2 separate regions of the Mus musculus genome follow, and region 1 is linked to region 2. The links are chromatin contacts, called in public Hi-C maps. All regions are on one chromosome and are shown on one strand. The core of a region is the stretch at or near the end of the contact, and the rest is flanking DNA. Distances in the headings are between cores, read along the strand shown. Region 1 has its middle 43 kb from the start of Gm36819. Region 2 has its middle 58 kb from the start of Trib1.

Evidence for each region. Hi-C and Micro-C count contacts between places; a contact is called where the count stands out from the background.
Region 1: a Hi-C map of neutrophils shows a contact between it and region 2, with 2.4 times the contacts expected there. The contact joins two enhancer-like sites. A contact is called at or near these places in 1 of 484 Hi-C or Micro-C datasets (neutrophils) and 1 of 9 other capture datasets (embryonic stem cells).

Annotation. Positions count from the first base shown.
Region 1 is chr15:59,863,602-59,868,726 of GRCm38.p6, forward strand. No RefSeq gene overlaps it. Among named protein-coding and RNA genes, the nearest start is that of Gm36819, 43 kb to the left of the region's middle. Within about 2 kb of position 1,265, at least 47 of the 459 cell types and tissues checked have an H3K27ac peak or open chromatin away from gene starts, as enhancers often do. A contact at or near this core is called in neutrophils, where this site is marked.
Region 2 is chr15:59,704,194-59,709,192 of GRCm38.p6, forward strand. No RefSeq gene overlaps it. Among named protein-coding and RNA genes, the nearest start is that of Trib1, 58 kb to the left of the region's middle. Within about 2 kb of position 3,603, at least 25 of the 459 cell types and tissues checked have an H3K27ac peak or open chromatin away from gene starts, as enhancers often do. A contact at or near this core is called in neutrophils, where this site is marked.

The DNA of each region.
Region 1 (5,125 bases), core at 15-2,514, 160 kb after region 2:
AACCACTGAGCTGTCCCAGTGAGTTTGCTGGTGGAAGGACTGGAGGGGTGGAGAGGGATTGCAACCCCATAGGAAGAAGAGTGTTGGCTGGCTGGACCACCCAGTAATCCCAGGGACTAGACCACCAGCCAAGGAGTGTACAGGGAGGGATCCATGACTCCAGATACATATGTAACAGAGGATGGCCTTGTCTGACATCAATGGGCGGGGAGGCCCTTGGGCCTGTGGAAGTTTGATGTTCCAGCATAGGGGAATGCTGGAGTGGTCGGGCAAGAGTAGGTGAGGAGCACCCTCATAGAGGCAAAGGAGAGGCAGGAGAGGGTGGATGTGGGAGGGGCATTTGTGGAGGGGTAGCTGGGAAGTGGGATATCATTTGAAATGCAGACAAATAGAATAATTAATAAAAATAAAAAGACTTGAGTATTCACAGAAATGACCCTGGAAAATCCATGGATCCCAATGGATTAACAAGGTAGGTGCTTCACAGGGTCAAGAACTAATTATTGATGCCTTTATAATGTCGTTCTATTGTGAAGGTGAGAAAGCTTCTCCATCTTGTCCCAGCTGAAGCCATCTTTGGCTCCCTCACCCCCTGCTATTAGAAGTCCCGTGGGAAAGCACCCAACCTTGTTTTAGAAACTCGGGGTTGAAATGCCCTAGCTAACGGCATGCTCTTGACTCTTGGTAAACTGCTTGTTAAACTTGCTTCCCTGCTGGCAAACCAGGATATAGTTTTTCTGTGTTCTTTAATTTTGAAAGCTCCCTGCAATGCGCTTTCAGGGCTGCCTTTTGGGAAGCGTTTCTCTTCAGGCCGTCCCCAGCCTGCTCAATACAGACTCCCAATTCAAATTTTGGTCATGCCGGGTGAGTGGTCCTTGGGTCTTTACCAGGTAACACTATTACTAAAATACCATTGAACAGCGACTGTACCAGTAATAGCTGTGTTAGTAGCAGTGCTTGTCACATGATGAGAATTGGGTAAGCCAGGGGCTATGGCTGGTGAGACTAAGTGGTAAACTCTACATTCCGTTGCTAACATCCCTTCATTCTCGGTGGCTGAACAGTTACTTAAGCTTTGATGCGAATCGTGTTGTTATGGGGAGCGTGTCTTCTCAACAAACAGCGACTTGAGGACCCTTCCATTTTGTGAACGTCGTTAACTAAGGAGCTGTTGAAGTCATCGTGGAAGGGGAAGAGAGAGTGTGGCAATAGGTCAGAGGCTGTGACAGCACCCATCGGTCAGCATCCTACTGAACTAACTGCAAGGGAGATCCAGAGATGTGGTCTCGCGTGCTTGGGGAAAAGAGGAAACAGGCTTGGGGAGCGTCTAGAAGCTTCTGCCATTGTGCAAGCAGTAGAGGGAGATTGTACGCTTGGAAGTCTAACTGGAAGTCATAGACTGGAGGGGCGTGCTGGCAAACAGGGTGGAAATCAGGGGAGGTAGTTAGCCGGTACCAGCCAAAGCTAATCTCAGGTCAGCAGTGCAGTGTTTGTGCTCTTAGCTCTCTCATCCTTGGGGGTTGCGCTGCTTACACTGAGAAGGCATCTGAGAATCTGACAATTGGTAAAGGGCTAGAGGCAGACATTTATAAGAAAGGAAATAACTTGAGAGAAAACGTGTGGATAGTGCGGACCACCGCAGTTAAGAACTCTTTTTTCCCCCCGCGTAGCCCTATTTGTCTCCCCCTGGTGGCCATTATAAGCAACCATAGTTCCCTTCCCGGAGCTTAGCTGCTTGAGCAAGATCAAGTTATTCATCTCCTCAGTCACCCGAGCATCCTTGATGTCAGACTCCCAGCAGTTGACAGTTCTAACAGCAGCTCTTGGTGATGGTTTCTGAGGAGCAACAGTGATGTAAAAACCCAGCATAGAAACTCAGGAGACTCATTTGACTGCCTTCTGTCCATCTAGAGCAGTGGTTCTCACCCTTCCTAGTGCTGTGACCGTCAATTCAGCTCCTCATGTTGTGCTGATCCCAACCACAACATTATTTGTGTCGCTACTTTGTAGCTGTAATTTTCTACTGTTATGACTTGTAATGTGCAGGATATCTGGTGTGCGACCCCTGTGAAAGGGATGTTCGGTCCCCACAGGGCTTGCCACCCATAGGTTGAGAACTACTGATCTAAATTTTTCAGAATTCAGAACTTTTCCTTCAGTGACGCTGACAGATGCCCTTCACCTTTCTGTGTGATTTTTTTGGGGGGGGGGGAACAAATCATCTAAGGATGGAGACGTTTGCACTTTCTAGGTGCCTTTGTTGACGCCCCACAACCTTAATCACCTCATCATATGGGTGTGCACTAAAACAGGGAGGCCAAGTTTTCAGATGAGGAAACTGAGGTCCAGAGAGCCTATGTGACTTGTTGAAGGTGCCATTGCTCTTAACGTGTCAGAGCTTGTGCTAGTGCGATGGCCACAAGACGCTTTCTTTCTTCACACGGTGTTGTACCAATCATAACCACAGCTGTGAGGGAGGTGTTTTAAGGTCCTCTCAGCCATTCTGGCCCAGATGGCCTATGGTGTTCACACTAGTGATCTCTGGTGTGGTGGAGAAAGCACACATCGAGCGACTGCATCTTTTAAGTACTTAGATTTTTGATATGTCACTCTTGCCTTGCCAGATCTTCTTCTTTTATTTTTGCACAATGTGTTTAATCATCATGTACCACTGTGGGCATTTTCTAGGCTAAATTTAGATGACTGAAGTCCCCGCCCAGAACCCTCACCATCCTTTAAATAACCTAGATTATTTTGAAAAGTTCCAGCCAGGCTCCTGGCTTTGGGGGAACAAATAAAAAAAGATATGGGCTGTGTCCTTGATTGGGAGAAAGCCGACCTGTAGGGCAGTTGGGAAAAGCGCTGGATCGGGGGTGGGGTGGGGGTGGGGCTAGTGGGGTAGAGTGGAGTTGGGTGGGCGGGAGCGGAGCCGAGCGGGGCGCTGAAAACCTTGTTGAGACATCAAGACCAGTCCTGATGTAGAGAAAAGAGGAAAAGTTTCCGTGGTGAATTCAGTTGCCCCATTAGGGTTCTTGTAGCCATAGGTCAAAGGTCCTGCATCCTTAGAGTGTCCTCACTGAGGAGCAAATAAAGAAGCAGCATGCCTGCTCTTGTGTCACCTCCACATGTGGAATCAGTGACACATCTCATTTGCCAGAACCATCGCCTTCTCTCCTTGCTGCAGGAGACCTTTGATATTTTCTCACTTTCTATCGCCAGTTCCCGTCTGTCTCCTCACCCGTTACCAGCGACCTGAAATGCAGAAGCTGTCCTAGTTAGAAACCACCCCAGAGCCCACAGCTTTTCCACATCAGCCTTTGAGTCACTGGACAAGTGAAACCCCAGGAAGGCCACAGGGGTCACCTGGGCTTCCCCCGAACCCACGTGTTGTCCTGTGTTCTATGGTAGGGTGGCTTCTGCTTGCCTCTGCCCTCTGTTGCCTCTCTGTGATGTGCTCCCATCCTTTCCTTAATGGATGTCCCGTTAGCCTAAGACCATGCTCAAATATCTACTCTAAGAAACTGTCCCTGCTTCTCCCGGAACTCCTTATCCCTAAGCATTATTTTGCCCCCATAGAGCACCAAAGTTTCCTGTGGTAGCACAGGCTCTGTGGGTTAGCCATCTCTGTCTTCTATCTGTGAAACTTGAAGGTAGCTACCATGTCTCACCTTCCACATAGACTGAACTGTTGGGATCTGGTAGGTGCTTTGAAGTAAGCATTGTATGAATTATTAAGGTTATGGTTAGTTTATATAGTGAATTTGCCTGTGCACATGGATCTCATGTCCACTATGTTGCTGGTACTGGGAATCCACTGGATAAAAGGATCCTCGGCTCTCCCGAGGGTTGAGATTGGCGTCGATTCTCACAGCCAGCCATCCTGTACTCTTGCATAGCATCGTTGCAGGGAAGGCCGTTCTTGCATAATATTAGCAATGGCAGCAAACAGTGTCAGTTAGAATTAGGTTTGGTGCTAAATGATGAGAAATACAAGGAGACAGCTTAAATATATATGCTTTACTCATGTAACAGACACAAGTAATTTTTTTTTCATTTTGTTTTGTTTTCTGAAACAGGATCATGCTTTGTAGTCCAGACTATCCTGGAATTTAGTATGTAGACCAGACAGACCTTGAACTTAAAGAGATCGTTTGCTTCTGACCCTTAAAGGGCTGGGGTTAAAGGCATGTGCTACCACATCTAGACAGGTAATTCTGTCCAGGATGTCATCACATGAAGTTCTCAGAGACCTGGGCTACTCTAGCTCTGCACTTCACTGTCTGGACTTTAGCCGCTGTCTTTCACGGCCCACACGGAGTTTCAATAGTCATGTCTACCTTCAAACCACAGCCAGGAGTGTAAGGGATGGACTCAGAGCTCAGCCAACCATTTCTAAGAAGGTCCCTAGAATTTCCTGGAATCCACCACTTGCCATTTTGTTTACATTCCATTGGTGGAACTTAGTCATGTGACCACACCCACCTACAAAAACATCTGGGAAGTGTAGTATTTATTCTGAGAGATCTTGTTCCCAGTATGGAAAAGGGGTGGGGGAAATGGAATTGAGCCATCATCAACACTGTTAACCTAACACATAGGACTCACCTCAAAGACAATAAGAGTTTATTCTGGAGCCAAGTATGAGTGGCCATGGTCCAGGAATGCAGATTCAGGTTGCCCCAGACACCATATTCTAAGGCAGTAACAGTTTCATGAAGGTTTAATGGTTGCAGAACCAAAGGTAACTATAAATCATGTCACTCTTCAAGAGCATTGGTCAAAACATCCAGATGGTGAATTTTATATAGTCATCTATGGAAAAAAAATCTCTGCTACAGATTTTCAGTGTTACTTGATAAATGAGGGAAGCTAGTAGTCTGTTACTTTATCCCAAAGGGTTTCATAGGATAGCCATAGATCATTAAATTAGACAGAGGTGAGCAATGGGTGCTAAATAAGGAACTAAAGTTAGCTCAAGATGATTTGGGTCATGAAACTTTAGCATTCCACGGTCGAGAAATTACTTTTTTTAAAAAAAATATTTATTTATTTTATGTATGTTATGTACTCACACTATTGCTGTCTTCAGACACACCAGAAGAAGGCATCAAATCCTATTACAGAT
Region 2 (4,999 bases), core at 2,353-4,852:
TTCTTCTTCTTCTTCTTCTTCTTCTTCTTCTTCTTCTTCTTCTTCTTCTTCTTCTTCTTCTTCTTCTTCTTCTTCTTCTTCTTCTTCAATGGGATCTTATGTAACCCAGGTTGGTCACAAATTTGCTAAGTAGCTGAAGATGATGTTGGATTCTTAATCTTTCTACCTTTACCTCCCAAGTGTTGGCATGTGCTCCCAAGCCTGGTTCAGAAGTTTTTTTTTGTTTTTTTTTTGAAGCTTTAGTTTTTTTGTTTTCATAAATTTATGGTATATGGAGGTCATAGGGGCCCTCAATGCTGGTGCTACCATTCTCTTTGCCAAGAAAGAGAGAGAGAGAGAGAGAGAGAGAGAGAGTATTTCTATTCATCTCCAGAACTTCACATCCCCACCAGACCCCACATTTGAGGGCAAACACATTATATCATCTTTCTGAACTTTGGGTGGTCTGCACTAGGATCATCTGGAAGTCTTTAGACTACGTCTATGACTGCATCCTATCCAAAGAAGTGCATACAATCTTTTGAGGATAGAGCATTCCTGTTTAAAACTATCTGCCCAAGTGATTTGAAATATGAACACCTGAGCTGAGAGACATTGGCTTAGGACTTGTCATCGAGCCAGAGAATGCTGCCTGGTACTTTTCTGGTAGGTTGCTTATGGTCTGGGATGGTTGGTGGCCCTCAGGAGGGTGACCTCTGAACAGGTGGTTGAGGTACCTGCTCTAATTGGTAAAAACCATAACCTCTGAAGTTAGGTAGCCTGGGATTGAATTCCAGTTCTGTCTTTATTGGCTAGGTGACTTTGGGTAAATTGTGAACCTCTTATAAACTTACTTTGTCTACCTATAAAGTGGGCCTTCTGATAACATTCACTTCATGGGGCTGTGAAGGGTGAATGCATTCTGCTGCAAACTCAACAGAATATCACTCAGCGCACAGAGCACTGTGGACAATGTGGGGGAGGGGTCTATGCCTTCTTAACTTCTAGACCCCAGTGTGAAGCTTTGTAACTTGGTGGAGGAGTCTTTCCCTAAAGACAAGTTCATGTCTGCTTCACTTTGTTCCATATCCCAGATTAGTGCTCTTTCCTGTAAGTCTTGTCTGCTAAGCCTGAAGGCTTTCAACCTGACTGTGAATCGTAATTCACAGAGAGAGTTATCGGTAGTACAGATTCCCAGGTCACTTCTGTCTGCTTCATCTCATTATTGCCTAACAGGCCTTGGGTGAAGCCAGGGACTGGGGATTTGACAATACTTCCCAAGTGTTATGGTTTGAACATATAGTATTCTTTATAAAGTCATGTATTTGAACACTTGGATTCCTACTGACAACCCTGTTTGGGGGAGGTTGTGGAATCTTTTGGAGGTGATGTTTCACTGGAGGAAGTGGGCTGAGAGGCAGACATTCAGTATTATAGCTTAGCCCCACTTTTGACCCCAGACCCTCTATGCCAACTGGTCCACTGAACTTGACACTATATGATCCTGCCGCCACGTAGCTGCCTACCCCCTGTATCTTCCCTGTCATGATATCCCCTTAAACTGTAAGCCAAAATAAATCACTTCTTGTCAGGTATTTGTTCAGAGCAACTAGAAGAGTAACCTGACCACATGACTTCCCCTACCACTGGCCCCAGTCCTGGAGATGGAACTAGGACTCTCTGTGTGCTTAGGGAAGCAGTTTTCTTCTGAGCCACAGCCACAGAATCTTACCCAAAATGTCTTAAAAATTCAGCCAAACACTGCAGTGGATACAAAACTCCATGGAAGCCCATAAGATTACACAGGTCCACAAGTCAGCAAAAAATCCTTTTGTCATCCAGTGAGTCTAGACTTTAGCTTTGGAAAATACAGCTAATGTATTTTCTAATGGTGGGGAGATTTCCACGGAGTCATTGCGACTCTCATGCCTTGCAATAGCTTGAAAAACAGATTTCTCAGCAACTCCTATCAGGAGCCAGAGTCTGTTTCTTGCTTCTTGAATCTTGGCTCGTAGTCCTTCACGGCTCTTTTGTCTTTACTGTTTGGACCAGCTTCCTGAGACCACTGTGGAGGCTGAGAGGCTATAGGCAGGACCAAGAGGTCCCAGCCACAGCTGAGCACTACCCACCAAGTTCATGAGTGAGACCATCTTGTTCTTCTGTTCCAGCTGACTAGCCGGCAAACACAAGCTAATGTGTTTACAAGTTGAAGCAAGGGCAGCAGGAGAGCTTATTTGATGATCAGAACTGTGAGAAATGAGCAGATCTTTGTCAGTTCAGCCAGCATGATGCAGGGTTGTTACAAGGCAATAGATGCCAGGAATGCTACCCATGCTGGGCTTGAAAGACAGCTCAGTAGACAAAGTGCTTACAGTGCGATCATGAGGACGGGAGAAGCAGGGGTAAAAAACACGAAGGAAGGGGTGGCATTATGTAACTCTAGGGTCAGGGAGTTTGGGATAGAAGGATCACTTGGGCCCACTGATTAGCTATTCTAATAGATTTGGTAAGCTCCAGGTTTAGTGAGAAACCATCCATTAAACACACACACACACACACACACACACACACACACACACACACACGCACGCACACACAAATAGTAAATAAAAAAAAGGAAAAGATTCACAATTTCCCTTCCTTTAGACTCAGAGTCCATATCAGCCAGAAAGGTAGCCAGAAGAGGGACATGCAATCTCCCAGTCCCTGGGGAGTCAGATCTGTGCCCCAGGTCAATCTAAGAGGCTGGAAAGTCCCAGGGGGCCACATTTGGCTACCGAGGCCAAGGCAATGTAAACCCCATCTGACCCCTTTGCCTTTGGAAGCCTCATTGTCCCAGGGCTCGGGGATCCGAGATTCTAACTATGCCCAGCATCTTCTATCTGCACTGTGGCAATACTCCTTCTGTGGCCTGGGGCCTTGGGAAAGCTCGGTGCAATCGTGAATGAGTTAAACGCTATCTGATCATAAGTCAGAGAGCCTGTTTTCATTTTCAAAACTCTGTGTGTCAGTGGCTCTAATGCAATGTCCAGCTATATCTTGAGCAAGTGACCGGCAGGGGACATAGGATGCTATTTACTCAAGATAGCTTCATCACGCAAAAGCAGCTTGCCTAACCCGGTTTGTAAACGAAGGTTACGAGACCACCATTGCAACAGTGATTGCTCTGGGGGATGGTCCCAGGAGGGAGCTGGTCCCTTCAGGCCAAATTTGGGGCCCTTTTCTACTTTCTGGAGCTCTGGGGACCCCTGGGTCTCTGGCAATGAGCAGAGCAAAAACAGAGTTGGGAAATCCTGATTGAGGTGCTGTGGTCTGAGTAAGAGTGGCTGCCTCCGGGCAGCAGCGGGCTTCCTGCTGCCTTGGAGGAAAGAGCCTCAGGTGTTGGCAGGATTTGGAGATGATTAGGGACTGGTGGGTGGGTCATAGGGGAGGGGTCTGGACACACGGAGAGAAGATGGTGACGAGCTTTTGAAAAGTTTGGTGTGGGTCTGCAGGGCTGGGAACAGCGGTCAGTTCTAACCCAGCAGTAAAATCATGGTGGGTGGTGTCTGTCTACCGTGCCCACTGTTAGGGATGGCCCCTGTGAGTGTTTCCTGGAACGTCAGATCGTTAGAAAGTCTTCATGGTTTCTGTTTCTCCCTTTTGCCCAGGGTCTGAGTCACTGAGACCTCAGCCACCACTTGTATTGCTGTATCTTCCACAACTACCACCACCATCAGCAATACTTTCACTGCCTTGTCTGTCACCATCATCACTATCACAAGGACCACACTCACCATCAAAACACCCCCCCCCACACCTGTCCTGTAGCCATCATCAATACCTCAATCCTACCACTGTTATCACCGATAACCCTGTCACCATCACCACCACCACCACCACCATCAGTACCACTCACAGCACCACCAACACCATCCGCAATAACACCATCACTGCTCCCACTGACATATCCTGGCTGCCATTAACAATGCCGCCACCACCACCATCGTGACCACACTTCCTCTCCTACCACCACCAAGTGCCTCATTCAATACCTTATGAGTATTTCAAGGCACGTTCCTATATTCAGTTAGTTCTTACAACATTCACAAGAGCCAGGCATTACTGTACCCATTTTATGTCTTGGGAAATTAAGGCTCAAAGACAAAATGATGTTTTTTGTTTTGTTTTGTTTTGTTTTGTTTTGTTTTGTTTTGTTTTCCTGGAGACCTCTAGGTGAATGTATACTCTATGCAGGAATACTCATAAATCCAGGTGTGGTAGTCATATTTTCAAAACTTAAAAAAATTAATTTTGGTAACAATTGAATATATACAAAATACTATAATTTCAACCCACAGTTGCTGGCCTTTTCCCCTCCCTCAACATGATTCCCCACCCCCAGTGTGGACTCACAGCTCACCTCATTCTGAGAGGTCACTTTCCCAGTGCTCTGTCACAATATGTGGCTGGTGGCCAGGGTGTCAGACAGCACTAATCTAGATCTTCCAATGACCTGTATTCTTTTTTTCCTTATTGAAACCTCTCCCCTCTCCCATAATATTCACCATATTTTCTCTGTTCCTAAAGAGGAGTTTTGAGCCAAGTTATTCCCTAGGTCTTTTCTGGTGCTAAGGTTGTCTGAGGGCAGAATGAAGCCAACACCCTTTAGGCTTTCCTGAGACCCGAGACACAGATGGGATCTGGGAGACAAGGGAAGAGACTGCCCCAGACTGGCACCAGAAATGTATTGTCGTTATCGTGGATATTAGGGACAGGCAGTGACAGATACATGAAACCTATACCCAGAGATACACAGGCAGCAGGACACAAGGACCCCTTCACTCCAAGACACAAGACATGAAAGTGCAAAGAGAGGCACAGGGACATGGTACGCTGAGGTCTGAATGTGTCTTTAAGTCCCTGATGTTATCGGAACTGTCCTGCCCCGTACGGGCCAGATATAATTCCACAGACAGCACACATATGATATGAGCACTGGGTTAAAGGCTCACGTGAGGATGGGAGATAGGGTGGTCAT